Linked DNA regions of Mus musculus: all the other regions are linked to region 4. Evidence: chromatin contacts called from public Hi-C and HiChIP or PLAC-seq data. All regions are on one chromosome and are shown on one strand. The core of a region is the stretch at or near the end of the contact, and the rest is flanking DNA. Distances in the headings are between cores, read along the strand shown.

Region 1 (2,700 bases), core at 57-2,556, 130 kb after region 4:
GCTGGCCACGGGTATGGAAATACTGAGGCTGTATAGTGAGCACAGAAGAACTTACTACACTCTGCCACTCGGGTGTGCATTTAAAATCTCTTATAACAGAAGTATAAGACAAAGTGCTAGAGGTGTAGCTCTGTGGTAAAACCCTTGCCTAGCATGAGCAAGGCATCTCTATCCCCAGCTCTTAAAAGAATTAGACAGACACAGAAAATAAATATTCTGATCCAAATTGTCCAAACTTCACTTGTCATCATGCCTTTGGAGCTGGGAACCTCAGGTGTGATATTTCTTTCTCAGCACACATAGAGGGCTTGTAATTGTAGAAAAATCCACTCGATGCCCTTACCTTCAGCCTGGTGAACATAGCCTGGCAATATGTAGGTGGGCATCACACCAGGATTAAGCCTGGCCTCTCATGTAAATCAGGTCACTAACCACTCAGGCAAAGGCAAGCCATGCCCTTTCACAGGCCAGTGTAAAGAAGGAAAGGAGTTATTCTGAGGCTGAGAGGCTGTGTTCTGCCTTCTCCAGTACCGCCTGGGCCTGAATGGATACCATTGCATGGGCAGGATGCCCAGCTGAAGGGCAATTAGTGGCTGGAAGGCCAGGTACACACACACAGCCTAGTCTCAAGAGCAAAGGGTGCTTAACAGAGCACACATTTCATCCACAGCATAGCTTAGTTCACCCTATAACCCTTCTAGAACTTGGGGTTGTGGAGATAGCTCAGTGCAAGCATGAGGACATAAGTTTGATTCCCCAGAACCCACATTAAATTTTTTTAAGTCAAGTATAGTGGCACATGCTTGCAGTCTCAGTGCTGAGAGGGCAGAAACAGAAGTACTACTCATGCTCACTGGCCAGCCACCATAGCTGAATCAATGGATTCCATGGAAAAATGGTCAGGTGTGCTATAGCATGCCTTTAATACCAACATTCAAGAGGCAATGGTAGGCAACTCTCTCCAAATTCCAGGACAGCCTACTGTACAGAGTGAATTCCAGGCTAGCTGAAGCTACATAATATGATTGTCTCAAAAAAGGGGGGGGGGAGTGAAAGACCCCTTCTCAAAAAGTAGAGAGAGTAACTGTGGAAGACACCTAAGATTGACCTCCAACCAGCCACACACACACACACACACACACACACAGAATTTAAGCAGTGACAGCAAGAGTTATCCTGACTGTCCTCATCATGCACCCCAAAGCCTAGAAAGTTGGCTAGCATATGGCCAAGTGATGTGAACAGCTAGCATGAATCCAGAGTTAGAGGAAAAGTCCCAAGGAAATGACTCACACTGGTAACGGAGATTACTGCTCTGGTGATTGACACAAGCCACCAGCCAGTCCAGGCATGTGAAAAATCTCCCACATGCTTCAAGGCCTAGCAGAACTACCAGCAAATTAGGACTGGTGTGGACTTGCTCTCTGCCCAGTCCCACTTCACCCTGCTTCTACAACAAGAGCCCCCAGCCTTCCACTTACCTAGCCAGGCTGGTCTCAAGGCCAGGGACAACATCCTACCCTGCCAGAGTACTATGCCTTGGGGATACAACTACCACCAATAAACAGCTGAGTGTGCCTGGCAGCTTATTACACTCAGATGACTACATTTCCACAAGTTTGGGGTGGCAATGGATTGCAAATCCAACACCTGTTACTGGCTCTTCATAGCTAGGCAGCTAAATGTGGAAAGAGATCTTCCCCGTCATAGATTCTGTTCCTCAGAGAAGTGACTATTGTGCAGTATTGTTTCAGATGATCAGCATGAGCCACATAGACACCACAGTGGGGACCAGGGATATGACCTGAAGCATATCACATGTTCAATAACCAAGGTGGCAAACTGGGGGAGTGGCTCAATAAAGTGCTTGCCTAGCATGTACAAAACCCTGGATTCTGTCCCCAGTATCTCATAAACTGGATATCAGGGCATATGCCAATAATTCCAGCACATGGGAGGTGGTGGCAGGAAGATCAGAAGCTTAAGAACATCCTTAGCTACATAGCAAATTAAAAGCCAGCCTGGGCTACGTGAGACCCTATTTCTAAAACAAACAAATAATGAAGGTGGTCACTGCCAAAGGAAAACATCCCAAGCTTCACTGCCAGCAGGGATGAGCAACACCGCTGACACTATCCCCTGCCTCCTCTATGCATGAGGCCAGGTGACTATGTCCACAGTTAGCATCAGTCAGAATCCCTCTCAGTCTAAGACACAAGATGCCCAAGTCAAGAAGAGTCTGTGCAGGTTGCCAGGCTGTCAATGAAGAAAACTAAAAGCTTGCAGGGCGGGGGCTGAGTGATAGAGCAGTACCTACCAAGTACAACCCTTATTCTGTCCCCATCATGGCAGCAACAAGAAGATACATGTTTAAATATTTATGAATACTGTGATGCCCTTTTCAAAGTCCAGGACTGGGGCTACAAATGTGACTGGACTGCTATGAGCCAATAAAAAGAAGGGAACAGCAGAGGGGTTCATGGCTCTAATCTTGCATACATTTGAAATCTTTCCAAGGAAATTTTTTCTTTCTAAATTATCTTCTACAATACCAACAGCAATGTTGTCTGTCTGCAGGGGAGTCTTTGTTACTGGTCCAGTCTAGTTGAGACCTTCACAAAAAAGTAGAGAGAGGGGTTTCATATTCATAGCACATGCCTGGAATGCAAGCACTTGGGAGGCAGAGGCAGGAAGATCTCC
Region 2 (2,700 bases), core at 186-2,685, 230 kb after region 4:
CAACCAAGCTGAGGTTGAGACATTTTTTCCTTTCAGCACAGGGCTCTCTTCCCCTTCAAACATACATGCAAAGGGCTGGTGGGATGGTTCAGTGGGTAAAGGAGCTTGCCACCAAACCTGCCGACTCAAGTTTAATCCCAGGAACCCACGTGGTTGAAGGAAAGAACTGACTCCTAGAGTTTGTCCTCTGACCTCCACAGGCCGGCTTTGGCATAAGCTTTCCCTACCCCTACTCCCTTAAAGTGATCTTTTCTTTTCTCTTCTTTTCTTTTCTTTCTCTTTTGTTTTTGTTTGTTTTGCTTGTTTGTTTGTTTGTTTTTAAACCCTCAAAATGAACAAATAAATTTTAAGAACCCTCTAACCAGAAAAGAAACAACAACAGCAAAACAGTAATAAACCCAGGAGCATGATCTTCTGGTACACACATGTAACTGACAGGCTGACAGGGGTCAGCCTGGGCTTCAGAGTGAACCTTGCCTTAAACAGACCAGATACACAGTCTTGAGGGGAGATAGGAGTTCTACTGGATGGTCCCACTCTCATCTCGGGAGCTTGGACCTATCCAGCCCCACCTTGGTGGTCTTGTTTTCTGCCACGTGTTTAGAGGAGCCTTTTTTTTTTTTTTTTTTTTTTTTTTTTTTTTTTTTTTTGAGACAGGGTTTCTCTGTATTGCCCTGGCTGTCCTGGGACTCACTTTGTAGACCAGACTGGCCTCAAACTCAGAAATCCACCTGCCTCTGCCTCCTGAGTGCTAGGATTAAAGGCGTGTGCCACCATGCCGGGCCGAGGAGCCTTTTTTATTAAGGAAGCTTTCATCCAGGCCGACCTTGATCCTTTGCAGAGGCCATGGGAGCTAAGGAAAGTTAGGGAGCAAGAGAAGCTTTTTCTCTTGTGGGAAAGCCTTGTCATCTTTCCAGGTGAGGATGGTAGCCCCGATTTTCTCATGAACCGGCATCCCCAAAGGCAGGGATCATTCTGGATTGCTTTTGGGAGTCAACTCATTGCTCAGGACTTGGGAATGCCGTAGGTCCTCAATCAATACTCCAAGGGTTGGATTCCGCAGAACCATGTGCCTGCGGCACCCATCCAGCTAAGATAGTCACAACCTCGGAGTAGGCTTAGGGAGAGGTGGCCTGGCTTCAGGAGGGTATTGGGTGCAAAGAAAAGCATCGTGGGGGGCCGTTTGGGGTCCTCCCGGGGCGCTTAACCTTGGCTTTCTCTGCTGGCTGGGTTGTGGCTCCTTACTCCAGGGCCTCGGGCTGCGCGCCAGAGAAGAGGAGGAGGCGTCTACCGTCTGCACCCATCACCTGAGCTGTACCGGGCGGGGAGGATAACAATTATTGGGAGAGGTTGAAAAAAAAATCATTATCAAATAACTACAGCTTGCAAAAGTTGGAGGGTGGAAAGGAAAATGCGGTCCGGATCGCTGCAGGATCGCGCGGCTGCTGGAGCTGCGCCGCGCAGCGCCGCGGTAGCCGATCTGGAAGGAGAAACATCTGCAAGGCATTTGTGCGAGGCTCACCTTTGAGACCTCGCGGTTGGAAGGAGGCGCTGAGTTCGCGCAAAAGGAAAATCGCTCCAAGGTTTTCTTAGGGGGACCCTGACTGGCGCGGGCTGAGGAGGCTAGGGAGTTGGGGAAGAGCGCCCCCTGTCAGGCGCACGAAGAGCCTTGATGACCCGAAAGGAAAGCTACCACCTTAGCCTCAGTTTCCCAATCTTTCTCTCTTTACCCCTCCTCCTTCCCCTCACCCTCATGTAGCCCAGGCTTTTTATGTAGCTGAGGCTGGCCTTGAACACTTCACCTTCCTTCTTCAGTCTCCCAAGTGCTGGGATTGCAAGTCTGCCTTCTAAGATACATTTTCAGCAGTATATGAATGGGAGTTAACGTTAAATTCACCAATCCGTTCATGTGACGAATTACGATGTCACTTTAAAAAAATCTTTAAAAGATAGCATGTCCAAGGAAAAAGGGGGAAACTTTTTTCCTGATAAAACAGAAGTGGCTTTTCGGAAATGTTTTTCCTTTTGGCAGCTTCATAAGACACTGTGATCAGCCAACGCCTTACTACCCTTTCCTCTGCAACAGCCTGCTTTCCCGTTCCCCCTCTCTCCTACCTTCATGCCCCTCTCTTATACCCCCACCCCGTAAGCAGTCACAGCCAGGTGTTCATGACACCAAGAGTCATTGACAGCCCACCACATGCTTCACCCCCATTCTGCTCCTCCCTTCCCTCTTTCCAGATGTTCCCTGGGCCTTGGAATGGTGACACAACGTGCTGGGTGGGACCGGGCATTCAGCAGCCACCTGTTCTCACCCCTTGGACCAGCTGAGTTCCCCCCCCCCCCAAGCACTGCCCATTCAAGAAGCCCTTCTCTGGTCAAAGCTGAGGGCTTCCTTAGTCTGTGTGTGTCCCCCCAAAACAAGGTTTCTCTGTGTAGCCCTGGCTGTTCTGGAACTCACTCTGTAGACTAGGCTGTCCTTGAACTCAGAGCTCTGCCTGACTCTGCCTCCCGAGTGCTAGGACTAAAGGTGTCTGCCACCACCGCTCAGCTTAGTCTATGGGTACAAGCACTGTTTCGAAAGCAGTTTAGGATTATGGAGATGGCTCAGTTACTAAAGGCACTTTCTGCTACACGTGAAGACCTGGGTTGGCTCTCCAGGACCCACAGGAGAGAGGAGAGAACCAACTTCTTCAGGTT
Region 3 (2,700 bases), core at 39-2,538, 190 kb after region 4:
CGGTTACTAACCGGTCTACCTCAGTGTCCTCAGTACTAACTTAACATAAACTGCTCTTCCCATACTGATGGTGAAACAGTGAAGAGCTAAGAACAGTCTCGGGGGATGGAGAGGTGGCTCAGTGGTTATTCTTCCTGATGACCCGTTTCATTTCCCAGCACCCGTATTGGTGGCTCATAATTGTCTGTAACTCCAGTCCCAGTGGCTCTAACACCTCATCCTAGCCTTCAAGGGCACTACTCAAATGTGGTGAATAAACATTTGTACAGGCAAAACACTCATATGTATAAAATATAGTTAAAGGAAAAAATATGTAAAGGGTTTTGATATGTTTGGGGGTCTCTTGCTATGAGGCTCTGGCTGGCCTGGAACTAGCTATGTAGACCAGGTTGACCTTGAACTCATAGCCTGCCTCTGCCTCACAATGCTTAGGATTAAATATGTGTGCAACTACACCTGGAATATAGATATAAAATAAAGCATACAGTTTCTAGGCTAGGGATGTAGCACAGTGATAGATCAAGCTTACTTAGTGTATGCAATATCCCAGGTTTAATTCCCAATGTTGGGATAAAAAAGAAAGGGGTGGGGTGGGGGCGGCCATGCATTAGTTGGTAGATTGCTTACCCAGCAGGCATAAATAAAGCCTTGGTTCCATCTACAACATGCATAAACCTAGCATGGTGCATGTCTATAATCCCAGCACTCAGGGGTAGAGGCAGGATGATCCAGAGTTCAAGGTCAGAAGCTATAGAGGTGGCTCAGCAATTAAGCACACTTACTCTGGGCGAAAATCTCAGTTTAGTTGCCAATACTCCTATAAGATTGTTCACAGTAACCTACACTCTAGCTCCTAGGGATCCAGCGCCCTCTCTGGCCATCACAGGAACCTGCACTTAGATGCACATACTCACAAACACATGTGCATCCACAGAAATAAGAATTTAATTTTTAAACAGAGGTTGTGGTTATCCTGTCTGTATAGAGCATTTAAGACTACCCTGAAGTATATGAGACCTTGTCAAAAACAAAACAAAACAAAATAAAACAAAACAAAACAGCTTCTGCCTCCTCATAATTATCAAAAGGACCCTGTGGGATTTTTGCTAGGATTAATTAAGTTACTTACTATACTGAAAGCTTTAGGCCTGGCACAAGACACTCTTGTTTGAGATAGGGTCTCCTGTAACTCATGCTGACACTCCACTCCTGATCCTCCTGCATCCACCTCCTGAGTGCTGAGATTACAAGCAAGTGCCACTTTGTCTGGCTCTCAGCCAGTTTCGGTTTTGCTTCTTCTTCCTCATTCCTGAAGGGATCTTTGGCCACACCCTTCCTTCAGTATGTCTGCTCACTAATTGTGCCTAATTTTTGTCATAGCAACAATTAATTTTGTTCACTAGGCCAAATGTGTCTTACAATAGTCATAGCTCAGACTTTTGTGTTTTGAGACAAGGTCTTGTGAGATAGCCTAGGCTGGTCTAGGACTCTCCACTCTCCTGCCTAGAACCCCTTCCCCAGTGATGGGGCTGAGGGTCTGGTTCAGTGGTAGGGTGTGGCTCAGTGGTAGAGCCCCTGCCTAGAATCCTCCAGGGAGGGGCTGGGGACGTGGCTCAGTGGTAGAGCACCTGCCTAGAATCCCCCAGGGAGGGACTGGGGGCGTGGCTCAGTGGTAGAGCTCCTGCCTATAGTTCTCTGGTGTGTGGAAGAATGCTTGCTTATCCTGTATGGGCGGCCCTAGGTTCCATCCTGAGTAACATTAAGAAGACAAAAGGGGGTGGGGGTGGGGTGGGTATGGGGGACTTTTGGGATAGCATTGGAAATGTAAATGAGGAAAATACCTAATTAAAAAAAAAAAAGAAGAAGAAGACAAAAGAAAAAGATGCCTCCTAGATGAGAACAGGGCTCTTGCCTATTCTCACCTCTCTCAATCCACTCACAAAGAAGGAGCAGAGAGGCCTGAAGTGACCGCACACACCTGCCTTCATGGATGGTGATGAAATCAACAGAAGCCTGCAGCTTTTTTGACCTCAGGGGAAACTGCTGGTAAGCTAGTTTTGTCACTCATGAAAAAGCCTTTTCAGGTCATAGGTAGTTTTCAGTCTGGCTAGAGGGCTCTGAGTCAAGGTCCCTTTAATATCCTGTAAGTTAAGAGTAAATCACAGAGGTTCAAGTGGACTTCCTGGACAACCTCCCCTCCTTGTTTGAGCAGAAGTGTCTTGTCCTGACTCCTCCTCCATACACACACCCTTTGGTGCACTGGGCTTGGCTGTAACCATGGCAATGGACTTGTCTTTCCCAGATTCCTAAGCCTCTGGACTCTCACCTCCCCAACTCCCCAGAGGTCCAGTGATTCACCAAAGCTGCTCCAAGTCCAAAGACCCAGAAGCCTAATAAACCAGTCTTCCCACCTACCACCTCACATCCCACCAGGCAACTGAGTGCTCCTTGTTTTGTGTCCCGAGGCCAAGATTGCAACAACCATCCAGGAGGCAAGCAGCTCCAAAGGACAGCCGGCACTTCAAAAACACTGTGGAAATCAGACGGGAACTTCCTGCCTCCTCCCGGCTAGCTGTCTAGCCAGCAAGCTCTAGCCTGGGAGGTTAAGCTTCCCTGGCAAGCCATCCATTCATACATGATAAAGACAGGCCTAGTGGCAAAGTCTTGTCATTCTATGTACTCAAGAGGCTAACAGAATAG
Region 4 (2,700 bases), core at 109-2,608:
TAGCCTCCTTCTTCTGTGATCCCCTTCTTCTGTCTCCTTCCCATGGCTGCTGCCCTGAAGTATGCACTAGTCCCCAGCTCATCTTTCCTGTGGTGGCTGCTCTTGTTCACTGCTCACAGCCAGTGAGCGGCTGCCACTCAGTTTCTAGGCTTTCACATGAGCCTTCTCAGGCATATCCAGGCAAGGCAGTATCTATGCCCAAGCCTACTTCCTCCACTTTCAGTCCAGACTTCCCTCTGGCTGGAAGAGTTCTAGGGAAGAGCAGGGTTGGGAGGAAGTGCCAGAACTTTGGGGCTGGCTGCTTGACCAGAACTGCCAGCAGCTAGAAATGACAAACGTCACCTGCCAGGGCTGAACAAGCAAGTGATCTAACATAGTCAAATGACCTAACACAGAGGAAAAACAAGTGGCATTGACTTTGTTCCCTGTAAGAGCAAGCCAGCAGGTATCTATGAAAGGAATGGTCCTTTTGTCTAGACCCTTTATCATTCAAAAAGGGAGACAGAAAGGAACCTATCCTTATCTGTCACTGTGTACCTCGGCAGTGGCACACAGGAACATGGCAGCTCTTTGGGAGAGGTATGAAGGGAGAGTGTGGAATCAGGTTCCCAGGTTATACCTAATGGCCCCTTGGTATTCACATGAGCCTGAGGTGGACATTCTATCTACTGTTCCCACCCCACAATAGCAAAATGAACAAGAGGAAAGGACAGAGGTACTACTGTGATGGCAGGGCTAGGGTGGATCATGAAAACAACAGGCTCCGGCCACCTGTAAAAACTGTCCAGCTCCACGAGCTTCCTCTTCTGTTTGGGACTCACCTCCTGACAGCCACACCTCCCCCCACCCCCGCCACACCCGGTCACTCCCTGTTCCTGAGAGTACCAAGCAATTTCCACTCAGCCTGGAAGGCGCCTCATTGGAATGTTCTACTGATCTCTGGGGCTGGGCTCAGTTCTACCTATAAATTGAGGCCACTCCCACCAGCATAGGGCATCAGACTGTTGTTACCAGGCTACAGAGCTGACTCGCCTCCTCTGGGCAATCCCAAAAGGACGATTTTTGCTGCAGCTTCTATATTCTTTCTGAGAATGGAAACCCACACTCAATGAGGAAGGTTTTCACCTGCAGGAAAGCTCATGGTCTGGGAGTCTGTCATCACATTACTCTGAAGCTGGTTAATAAGGAAAGGGTTGCCTGCGCATGAGCACCTGTTTTTTGGGACATGGTGTAAAGATAGCCTTGGGCTGTTACAGCCACTGCAAACACTTTCCCACCACACACACACCTAGGCAGCTTTCTACAAGTGAGCCTCCCCATCTCCCTCCAGCAACATGACCACACACTTCCACTGTACATTTCCTCTTTCTGTCTTCTCATTTTGAGTCAAGGCCTCATAGAGCCCAGGCTGGCCTTGAATTTGACATGTAGGCAAGTATGTGCTTGGATTTTTGAGCCTCCTGCCTCCACTGCAGGAATGCTGAGATCATAGGTGTGATCCTCTGTACTCAGTTTAGTAGTTGTGGGTGATGGCTTTGTGCATGCTAGGCAAGAGTTGTACTCATGGAGCCACAGGCCTAGTGTGTTTACACTTGACAGTTGGGATCTCTGTTGAAGACTGTCTGTATTTAATATTGCACTATGCTAGTGCAAAGGGGGAAATGTAACCTTCCCAGAGTAGTCCCTGTGTGATGCTGGCTTAACTTAGGGAGCCGTGACTCTTTTATTCCAAAGTTGACAGTGCAGCTGAAATAAGTCCCAAAACATATATAGAGATAACAAGTTAGTTTCTATATGAACGACCTATAACAGCAGTGTTTCATAGCAGTAGCAGGAACAGCTTTTTCCAGGATCCTGGGCATGGTGGCACCCCTGCTACCCCAGCATCTGGGACTGGCAGGCAGAAGGAACAGGAGTCAAGATCATTCTTGCTGACATGTTGAACTAAAAGTCAGCCTGGGCTACAAAAGAAAAGTCTCTTTTCCTTTTCCCTTTCCCTCCCCACCTCTTTTCCCCCTTCCCCTTTCCTTTCCTTTCCTTTCCTTTTCCTTTTCCTTTCCTTTCTTTTTTCCTTTCCTTTCCTTTCTTTTCCTTTTCCTTTCCTTTCTTTTTTTCCTTTCCTTTCTTTTTTTTTTTCCTTTCCTTTCCTTTCCTTTCCTTTCCTTTCCTTTCCTTTCCTTTCCTTTCCATTTGTTTATTGAATGTGGAGGTCAGAGAATACTATACAGGAGTCAGCTCTCTCCCTCTATTATGTGGGTTCTGAGGATCAAATTCAGGTCATTAGGCTTGCTGGCAAATGCCATTCCTGTCTTTGCCACCTTGCCAGCCCAAGCCATCCCACTTTGGATGAGGAAAGTGTGCTTTAGTAAAAATCTGAAAGAGGATGTAGCCACAAAGAATGAAATGGGCAAGAGCATGGCCACAGCAGAGGTGTGGCATGCCAGAGGAGGAAGCCCTCAGAGAGTCAGACTGATAATTAACATCCTCTCAAGACATTTGCAGGGCCCTTAAGTTACCACCGACTTCCATTTTCAGGAAGGGACTGCAGGCAGCGCTGTTGAGGATGCTGGATTAGTTGCCTGCCATTTTCCTAAAGCTCAAGCAGACTTAGAGGTAAGCTGCAGAGGACAGGTCACAGTACAGCAGCAGGCTAGGTGCAGAGGTGGGAGGGCCCAGCTGCCTGGCTCATTCACTGGCTCA
Region 5 (2,700 bases), core at 156-2,655, 170 kb after region 4:
GCAGAAGACACACAAAAGAGCGCGGGGCTTGCGGGTTGGCCCCGGGACGTAAACAAACGGGGTGGGGGAGGGACCCGCCACACCGGGTAGCCGGTGCCCTGGCCGGGGCGACACCGGTTGACAATCCCTTACGGGAGTAGTGGAAAGAGGAATGGTGGCAGCTGGGCCCAAGGGGAACGATCAAGGAGCAGCCAGGAGCTCCAAGCCACCCGCCGTCTTCACGACAAGGGGCCACCCGCCAGCCTGGCCGTCGCCGCCACCGCCGCCAGCCGCCGGTGGCCGATCTGACCCTCCCCCGGAGCCGGCGGCACCACAGCGCCACCAGCTCCAGCTCCGCCGCGCCGGCGGGGCAGTGGCGGCGGCGGCGGCGGCGGTCCGCGACTCTCTCCTCCAGGAGACAGAGGAAAGAGAGAGAGAGAGAGAGACAGGCGCTTCACCCCCCACCAGCAACTCCCCACAAACTTTCCCCGGGAATACGACGGGGCTGAGCCGGGGGGAAGGAAGGACGTGACTGGCGCGAGGGGGACTAGCGTCCCGCAGCTCCCCTTCTTTGCAGCCCTGCCACCCCTCCAGAGCCACCCCGTGGCGCGTCCCCCTCTTTAGCGCGCGCGAGTTCCCACTGAGCCCCCGTGGGGGGGGGGGACCGCCGCTCCCCCCTCCTCTCCACCAGGGTCCCGCGACAACGACAGCGCGCGGGGTAGGCGGCGGCGGCGGAGAGGACGATGAGGATGATGATGGCGATGATGGTGGGGAGGAAGACACCCTCCGGGGTTGAAGGGGGCAGACACCGGGGGGCAAAGATGTTGGTGGCGGCTGGCGGCTCCGGCGCCATCTTGGGCTGATCGATGAATTGAACAAAGAGGATCAATTTCTGATCAAGCCGAGTGATCAATGAGAGCCGGGGAGCCCGAGGGACTCGCCGCCGACTCGGCCCCGCTCTTCTCCCGGCACCCCCCTCCTGCTTTCCCCCGTCGCCTCAGCACCCCCGCCAGGGCCCTGGCAGCCCGGAGTGTCACCCTCCTTCCTGAGGGAGGCCGCGACCGCCCGCAGCCCTCACCCCCCGGGCGCGAGGCCGAGCGCCGAGAAGCCTGACCTGCAGCTGCTGTAAATCAAAGCGCTTCCAATATTGAAACATCGATCCCACATTGGCCGCCATCTTGAGACATATTGAGACGGAGTGAGAGGCTGATAGAGAGGGGGCTGGAGTTCAGGAGCCGCCAGGAGGCAGCAGGCGGGCGGGCGCCAAAACCCGGCCTGGAGCCGGCCGCCGCCTCAGCCACCGCGGACGCGGACTCCTTCCTCCTCACGGCGCCGCCGCCGCTGCCGCCGCCGCCGCCGCCACCGCCTCAGCCATGGAGTCCGAAGCCTGAGGGAAACGCGGCGGCGGCGGCGGCGGCAGCCTTGACGCGCGCGCGCCGCGCTCTCTCTCCACAGCCCGAGCGCGGGCATCCGGGGCCCTCGCGACCCCTCACCCTTTTTCCCGCGCGCCCCGCCACAAGCCCCCCTCCCAGGCCGCGCTGCGACCCTACGGCGGCCCGGCCTCGAGGGGGCGCTGCGGGGTCTCCTCCGGACCCCGCAGCTCACCTAAAGGGCGCCCTCCCTCCCCAACACCCCCGCCCCCGGGAAGGTCGCGGTCGCCGGTGGCCAGCGCTTTAGGATAAGGTGCCCCTCGCTCTGCGCGCCTGAGGACAGTGGGCTGCGCTGCGGCAGCGGGGCGCGGGCGCTGCGCTCTTTCGCACGGTGCGCGCGGTGGAGCGAGCGGAGCCCACCTGCACAGCCGGCGGTCGGGACCCCACCGGCCAGCCCGCGCGCCGGGGCTGCGGGTGACCTCACTCCGCTCCCCTATGCGCTCCAGCTGGGGGACCTCCAGACCACAGCGGTCGTGAACAGTGTTTCATATTCAAGGAAGTGCAATTGTGTCGTGGTAAAGGGGGCGGAGGGGGTTGACCACCAAGCCTTGGAGCCTGCGGCTGCTGCCGCCGCGACTCCCATTCACGTCCTACACATTCCGTTGCAATCCCCAACTTGCACCGGGACACATCAGCGAGTGGCGACGGCCTCCCCACCCTTCAGAGCCGCTCCAGCGTCCGCCAGGACTGGGGCAAGTCTTGGAGCACAACTCTGTCCCAACCATGCTTCTGCGACACAACCCCAGAAACTTCCTCTGGGGTTCACACAACTCCGCGCCTCCGTCTTTGCAGGCAGAAAGTTTGAGAGCGTGCAGTGCACTTGAAACTGAGCGCTCGTTCCTAAGTTTTGAAGAAGAAAAAAAAAAAAAAACAAAAACGCTCACATTTAAACCGGGAGTGGGGGGAAGGAAGTTCTCTTTACATTTCCTTCTAGACCCAAAGCACGCGTTTCAGGATCGTCATCTTTAATGGATTTATTCACACCAGAGAGTTTGCGTTTACAGTAGGAACACAGTGTTTTCACTTTGCTGCACTTCGGTGAACGTGTAATTAGTTAAGACAAATCCCTAAATTCCTTAATCTTGAAAATTATATGTAAATAACGTCTGTATGGAACACCAAACATGACAGTAGAAAATAATTGCTCTCTGAGCCAAGTTTGAGGGCTTAGCGTTATTCGGTTGCGGTGAGATCGATATTTTTGGAGAACGAGGTTGGAAATGAAAGTCCCCCCGAGATTTAAAGAATACAAGTGTTCCCGGGTCTTGCAACTGCACCCAAAAGCCTCTGT

What was found. A called contact is a pair of places that touch in the nucleus more often than the background predicts. HiChIP or PLAC-seq counts read pairs in DNA pulled down with a chosen protein or histone mark.
Region 1: a Hi-C map of bone marrow-derived macrophages shows a contact between it and region 4, with 37 read pairs. The contact joins two enhancer-like sites. A contact is called at or near these places in 2 of 484 Hi-C or Micro-C datasets (bone marrow-derived macrophages and peritoneal macrophages), 2 of 115 datasets of contacts at active chromatin or transcription factors (the HPC-7 cell line and embryonic stem cells) and 1 of 9 other capture datasets (embryonic stem cells).
Region 2: a contact with region 4 is called in a Hi-C map of bone marrow-derived macrophages, with 25 read pairs. The contact joins two enhancer-like sites. A contact is called at or near these places in 3 of 39 promoter capture datasets (the C10 cell line, cranial neural crest and hippocampal neurons), 9 of 484 Hi-C or Micro-C datasets (CD4 T cells, the STO cell line, adipose-derived mesenchymal stem cells and 5 more), 10 of 115 datasets of contacts at active chromatin or transcription factors (astrocytes, bone marrow-derived macrophages, craniofacial prominence and 7 more) and 1 of 9 other capture datasets (embryonic stem cells).
Region 3: a contact with region 4 is called in a Hi-C map of bone marrow-derived macrophages, with 22 read pairs. The contact joins two enhancer-like sites. A contact is called at or near these places in 4 of 484 Hi-C or Micro-C datasets (B cells, Th1 cells, bone marrow-derived macrophages and 1 more) and 1 of 115 datasets of contacts at active chromatin or transcription factors (embryonic basal ganglia).
Region 5: an H3K4me3 HiChIP or PLAC-seq map of the 230-238 cell line shows a contact between it and region 4, with 58 read pairs. The contact joins the promoter of Cux1 here to the enhancer-like site in region 4. A contact is called at or near these places in 13 of 39 promoter capture datasets (the 3T3-L1 cell line, the C10 cell line, HPC-7-derived erythroid cells and 9 more), 2 of 15 datasets of contacts at CTCF or cohesin (CD8 T cells and the NIH/3T3 cell line), 48 of 484 Hi-C or Micro-C datasets (the 3T3-L1 cell line, the AML12 cell line, B cells and 33 more), 35 of 115 datasets of contacts at active chromatin or transcription factors (the 230-238 cell line, DN3 thymocytes, the HPC-7 cell line and 26 more) and 4 of 9 other capture datasets (adipose tissue, bone marrow-derived macrophages, liver and 1 more).

What each region holds. Positions count from the first base shown.
Region 1 is chr5:136,530,570-136,533,269 of GRCm38.p6, forward strand. All of the region lies in intron 1 of Cux1 (cut-like homeobox 1), which reads right to left. Among named protein-coding and RNA genes, the nearest start is that of Cux1, 36 kb to the right of the region's middle. Within about 2 kb of position 1,307, at least 73 of the 459 cell types and tissues checked have an H3K27ac peak or open chromatin away from gene starts, as enhancers often do. A contact at or near this core is called in bone marrow-derived macrophages, where this site is marked.
Region 2 is chr5:136,621,821-136,624,520 of GRCm38.p6, forward strand. No RefSeq gene overlaps it. Among named protein-coding and RNA genes, the nearest start is that of Gm38722, 9.2 kb to the right of the region's middle. Within about 2 kb of position 1,436, at least 141 of the 459 cell types and tissues checked have an H3K27ac peak or open chromatin away from gene starts, as enhancers often do. A contact at or near this core is called in bone marrow-derived macrophages, where this site is marked.
Region 3 is chr5:136,582,578-136,585,277 of GRCm38.p6, forward strand. No RefSeq gene overlaps it. Among named protein-coding and RNA genes, the nearest start is that of Cux1, 16 kb to the left of the region's middle. Within about 2 kb of position 1,289, at least 61 of the 459 cell types and tissues checked have an H3K27ac peak or open chromatin away from gene starts, as enhancers often do. A contact at or near this core is called in bone marrow-derived macrophages, where this site is marked.
Region 4 is chr5:136,395,548-136,398,247 of GRCm38.p6, forward strand. All of the region lies in intron 3 of Cux1 (cut-like homeobox 1), which reads right to left. All of the region lies in intron 2 of Gm16599 (a long non-coding RNA gene), which reads left to right. Among named protein-coding and RNA genes, the nearest start is that of Gm16599, 4.0 kb to the left of the region's middle. Within about 2 kb of position 1,359, at least 67 of the 459 cell types and tissues checked have an H3K27ac peak or open chromatin away from gene starts, as enhancers often do. A contact at or near this core is called in the 230-238 cell line, B cells, the BV-2 cell line and 8 more, where this site is marked.
Region 5 is chr5:136,566,085-136,568,784 of GRCm38.p6, forward strand. Cux1 (cut-like homeobox 1) reads right to left here and starts at 1,406. Exons shown (of 23, transcript NM_001291234.1): 1 at 1,094-1,406. The coding sequence starts at 1,156.